2 separate regions of the Pan troglodytes genome follow, and region 2 is linked to region 1. A link is a contact called in public HiChIP or PLAC-seq data. All regions are on one chromosome and are shown on one strand. The core of a region is the stretch at or near the end of the contact, and the rest is flanking DNA. Distances in the headings are between cores, read along the strand shown. Region 1 holds the start of ZNF197 (zinc finger protein 197). Region 2 holds the start of KIF15 (kinesin family member 15).

Region 1 (2,700 bases), core at 11-2,510:
TGTAAGCTCCATGAGAACAGAGACTTTACCTCTTTATTTATGTCCCTAGTGCCCAGAACAGTATTTGGCATATGACAAGTACTCAGTAGTTGAATAAATGAATGAATCAAGGCTGAAGTTTAAGTATGTTGTTTAATGAATGCCAGGAGAGAACATAAAGAAATAAACAGAATAAGCCTGGCACGGTGGCTCACGCCTGTGATTCCAACACTTTAGAAGGCCAAGGTGGGGGTGGATCACCTGAGGTCAGGAGTTCAAGACCAGCCCGGCCAACATTGTGAAACCCCGTCTCTACTAAAAATAAAAAAAAAAAAAAAAAAAAAAAAAAATAGCCAGGCATGGTGGCACGTGCCTGTAATCCCAGCTGCTCAGGAGGCTGAGGCAGAAGAATCGCTTGAACCCGGGAGGTGGAGATTGCAGTGAGCCAAGATTGCGCCACTGCACTCCAGCCTGGGCAACAAGAGCAAAACTCCATCTCAAAAAAAAAAAAAAAGACATAAACAGAATAACATGAACCTTGCTCATTGAATAAACATTCATCTACAACCTATATGGCTTCAGCTTTGTACTAGGTGCTAAATACATGGGATCCATGCAGACATGGCCTTTACCCTTTTGGAGACTTGTTTCAGCCATAGTCCCATATAGGGGTGTCAATTCCAGAAGTCCAAACTTAAGAGACTGAAGACCAAAGAGAGGATCAGAGTTCCAGTTTCCTTTATATACACCTGACTTTACCCAGGGCGATGGACAGCTAGAATAACCTCTTCTTTCAGGGGAGAGATGTCCCTACCATTTGCACATTACCTTGCACCTTCAACTTGATTATTATTTAATATCATAGCTCCAATATGTCATCATGTGGGCAAGAGATACACCACAGTAAGCGAATTCACAAGAGGGTGATTTATAAGTCATGTTATTATTTATAGTGAGAATTGCATAAGTTCAAGAAGAGACCAGAAAAGTCACCTACCAGGTCATTCAGACGTGAAGGTTACTCCCTATCAACCTCAATTGAAATGCATATCAAAACAGAAATGTCCAACTCTCTTAGGAGGCAACAGGCATCCTGAGACCCTGGGTCCTGTCTTTCATCTCCGCACCCTTCCGGTCTGAAACAGCGGCCAGTTCGTGTTCGATGTAAGGAACACTAGTACCCAAGGGCTCAGGAGTTCCGCCTCTCTTCCCCAGTTCTGGGAAAAGAAACGAACCATAGAGATGTGGCTTCCTAGAGATCCGGGATGAGGGGCGGGGTGCAACCGGAAGTCGAAGTATTCTCGGCTCGGCCATTATTCTGTGCCTCGGCTGCCGCAAGGGCTCGTTCCTGTGTCATCTCCTAGCGGCCTGGCGCCGAGGCGGCGGTACCCAAGGCTGGAGCCGCAGCGGGAGCCCCCGGTGAGCGGGGTGGGCTCGGGGGCGGGTGGGCGTGCAGGGAAGGCGGCCCGGGACGCGGGCCTGAGCTTGCTGGGACTGCACAGCCCTCGGTAGCCTCTCCCGGGCCCTGACCCCCGGCATGGTCCGTCGCCAGCTTCGTGTTGGGGTTCGACGTCGTGGCCTCGGCTGGGCAGGCAGCCGGCCCGGGGGAGGTACTGAGGCAGCTCCGAGTCTGTGTGTGTTTGTGGACCGGTGCTCCCGTCTAACGGACTCCGCTGGCGCTTTGAGAAGAGCTGCCTCAGTAGCCTGCTCCCCCAGCTCAGGCCTTTCTGCTCTTCCTCAGTCTTGTCTGAGGCTAATCCACAGAAACATTCTGAGGTTTCCCTATTACCGGTGGCGCCCAGACTCTTGAGGACGGATTTTTTTGTTTGTTTGTTTTAAGGGGTGGAACGATTTTAGCTTTTTTAGTCTTTTAGTTTTGTAATATAATGGTATTTAAAAATCAAACTTGAAAAACTCAAACTTGAAACCACCCATACCAACATTACTTCAGGCAATACATTTTAACACAAAGTACTAAGACCGTAAACTCAGAATAAATGCTGGCCTTTGTGCGCGCGCGCGCGTACACACACACACACACACACACACACACACTCATTGCCAACCTGTCAGCGACGATTGTTACTGGTTTTCTCTTTTTGCAGCTTACCAGATTAAAGCTTTGTCGTGGACTGGTGTTTGGAAACTGTTGTTTTAGAACAGTTTGGGTTGTTTGGGTTTCATAAGTTTCTTCGTAGATGGAATTGTTTTGGACTTCTGGAATTAGAATCCCTGAATTCAGAATTTGCTCCCATGTCTCAGTTAGCTAAGTGGCCTTGAGTGGATTCGCTCCTCTGATCCTTTTGTTCTTTTTAACTTCTGCTTTGAAAACCTTTTGTGAGAAGCTAATAAAATGTATGTTTAAGAATTTGTTATTTTTATGTTATTTGAAAATTATTCAAAATTCTTTTTAAAAATTCCTTTCCATCACCCCCAGATCAGTTACCAAGGACTGCCAAGTTTTTCTCAATTGCCTTATCCCTACTTCGTTTAGAACTTAAGTCATGTGTTTAGACTATTAGAAAAACCTAACTGACCTTTCTTGATATCCAGCCCTCCCACCCCCACCATTTCTCACTAATAGAGTCCTGACACCACTTAAGACTCTCTTCATGCTCAGAGTGAAAAAGGTCTTTCTAATTGTGGTACAGTACCCAGAAGTCGTAAAAGATTGACTGCATGGCAAAAAACACTTTAAGCAAAGTCACATGGCATATATAG
Region 2 (2,700 bases), core at 168-2,667, 140 kb after region 1:
TGTTTTGCTTTCTTGTCATTCATGTGTTCAATACTGATCCCTCCGGCCCTAGACAACAATAGTCAGGTGTGGCTCTTTCCCGAAGCTCCTCTTCTTCTATTTAGACCCAGGATATTTACGGCTTCTGCCTACTCTTATTTTTTTTTTTTTTTTTTTGAGACGGAGTCTCGCTCTGTCACCCAGTCTGGAGTGCAGCGGCGCGATCTCGGCTCACTGCAAGCTCCTCCTCCTGGGTTCACGCCATTCTCCTGCCTCAGCCTCCCGAGTAGTTGGGACTACAGGCGCCCGCCACCACGCCCGGCTAATTTTTTGTATTTTTAGTAGAGACGCGGTTTCACCGTTTTAGCCAGGATGGTCTCGATCTCCTGACCTCGTGATCTGCCGCCTCAGCCTCCCAGAGCGCTGGGATTACAGGCGTGAGCCACCAGGCCCGGCTTTTTTTTTTTTTTTTTGAGACGGAGTCTCGCTCTGTTGCCCAGGGTGGAGTGCAGCTGCGCCATCTCAGCTCACTGCAACGTCCACCTCCCGGGTTCGAGCGATTCTGTCTCAGCCTCCGGAGTAGCTGGGACTACAGGCATGTGCCACCATGCCCGGCTAATTTTTGTATTTTTAGCAGAGACGGGGGGTTTCACCATATTGGCTATTGGCTCTGCTGGTCTCGAACTCCTGACCTCAGGTGATCCGCCCACCTAGGCCTCCCAAAGTGCTGGGATTACAGGCGTGAGCCACTGTGCCCGACCTTCTCTATATTATTTTTATTTATTTTTAATTAACAAAGCATAGAAACAGATTCAGGACATTCCTCCGAAGACGTTCCAGACTCGAGTCCTAGGACATGGTTGGGGCGGGGGTCATTTGATCGAGTGGCCTTTGTCCTTATCTGGAATACGGGACGACGCTGTAACTCTAACTCACCCTGCGAACTCACAGCTTTTGAGGTAAACAAGTGAGAAAGAAGAGACAATAAAGTGATCTTTCTTTACCATCTACCAAGGACCAGGCGGTTTACACGTCAGGTCATTTTCAGGAACACAGCAGCGCTCTGAAAACTACAGAGCTTCCTGGGCGTAGGGGGCTGTAGTCGCTTGAAAAGAACCAGCCTGGGGGTCCGAGTTCCACCGGAATTGGGTTCGAGCGCGGGTGAAAAGAGGGACCCGACAGCACCCACCCTCCAAGTAGAGGCAAAAGTTGAAAGCGGCGGGCTGGCTGCACTTCCGAAGAAACACGACTGGCGAAGGCTCACCTTAGTCTCTACGGTGGGTCCCTCCCTGTAGCCGACCCGTTCCTTGAAGCGGGCCAGAAACGCCGGCTCGGCTGGCCGCACGTACGATACCTGGTTCCGCTTGCTCATGGTAGCTCTGGGTAAAGACAGGTTCCGCGACGGATTCGCGACGATACAGAGGCGCTTAGCTGTGACGTCACTGGGCCACGCCCCCGATGCGTAGGCCGGGCAACATGGCGGCCTCCATGCGGGCGTCAACGTCCGATCCAAGCGCCAAATTCAAATTCGCGGCCATCTTGAGCGGGCGGAATTCAGTCGCGCGCGGTGCAGTCGGGAGGTGGAGGCACCGGCTGCATTGTTTTCGGGATCGAGGGGTGAGGGCGCTATGGCACCCGGCTGCAAAAGTAAGTCTGGGCCCCCGGCTTCGTTACCCTATTTTTGCCCCCAAATACAGCTGTGAAAGGATGGCAGCCTCGGACCGCCCGCAAGGTTCTTGCTAGGCATGAACTGCAGGAGCTGAGTGACCGGCGGGGACGTTTGGGAATCCCGCTCTGTCGCTCAAAGACAATACGCTAGCCGAAAAGCTCATCCCTTCCTTCCGTGTCCTGTGCGCATGCCAGGAGTCTGGCGCAGTTCTAGGCGCTCGGGATGAGCAGTGGACCTGACGTTCTTCCCTTTCTTTCCCTTGGTTCTGCTGTTTTTTCGCAGGCCTCTTCCCACATCCCGACCAGGGCTACCTCTCTAGGTATCCTTGTCTCAGGATCGGCTTTTGCTCCCACCAGCTTCTGCGTATTTCTACATTTCTGACCTTCCTATAGGGAAGGGTTTATTTATATTCCAAAAATTTCTTTCTCCTCTTTCCTTAAATAAATGGAATGTTAAAACACAGATGTCAGCAATGTCTTTATGTTCTCACAGTCTCTATTTTCACTTAAAGGAGACCCGTCCGATTTCTTTCTCTTTTTCACGGAGGAGAGCACTGTCATTTTGCTTATGATAAACCCTACAGTTTTCACTAACGTAGTCATTTGCTGTGCATGTGTACGTGCTCCACTTCTCACATTGCCACATCTCTTAAGGAGTCTTATTTTTGTAAACCTGATTATGAGCTGATTTAATGGGATCTTTGTGAGTGGTCTGAATGGTAATGAGGAGAGGCCTGGATTAGATGATTAAGAATTTGTGAACTTCTGTCATTTGAGCTTTCCAACGCCGTTAATGTTTATAGCTTTCTGTGAATTGTAGTTGTTTTTGATGGGTTTGTTGTTTCATTAATCTTTTAGGTCGATCACACCTTTATCGGAACACCTCCTTATGCTACCTTTTTGCATATAAAATATTCCTTTTCCTTTCATCATTTTCAGTATTCAAGGACTATGAGCTCACAAAATGGTACCTTATTGGAGAGAAATGTTCATCCTGCTTTCTAAACAATCATACTGTTTGTTCTTTGTTTCCACTTTATGGATCAGTCACTA

Evidence for each region. HiChIP or PLAC-seq counts read pairs in DNA pulled down with a chosen protein or histone mark.
Region 2: an H3K4me3 HiChIP or PLAC-seq map of stem cell-derived excitatory neurons shows a contact between it and region 1, with 2.1 times the contacts expected there. The contact joins the promoter of KIF15 here to the promoter of ZNF197 in region 1. A contact is called at or near these places in 1 of 7 Hi-C or Micro-C datasets (stem cell-derived neural progenitor cells) and 1 of 1 datasets of contacts at active chromatin or transcription factors (stem cell-derived excitatory neurons).

The regions. Positions count from the first base shown.
Region 1 is chr2:48,621,979-48,624,678 of NHGRI_mPanTro3-v2.0_pri, forward strand. It overlaps ZNF197 (zinc finger protein 197), which reads left to right and starts at 1,261. Exons shown (of 6, transcript XM_016940868.4): 1 at 1,261-1,398.
Region 2 is chr2:48,763,530-48,766,229 of NHGRI_mPanTro3-v2.0_pri, forward strand. KIF15 (kinesin family member 15) reads left to right here and starts at 1,418. Exons shown (of 36, transcript XR_678921.5): 1 at 1,418-1,626. KIAA1143 reads right to left here and starts at 1,417. Exons shown (of 3, transcript NM_001242591.4): 1 at 1,244-1,417. The coding sequence starts at 1,351.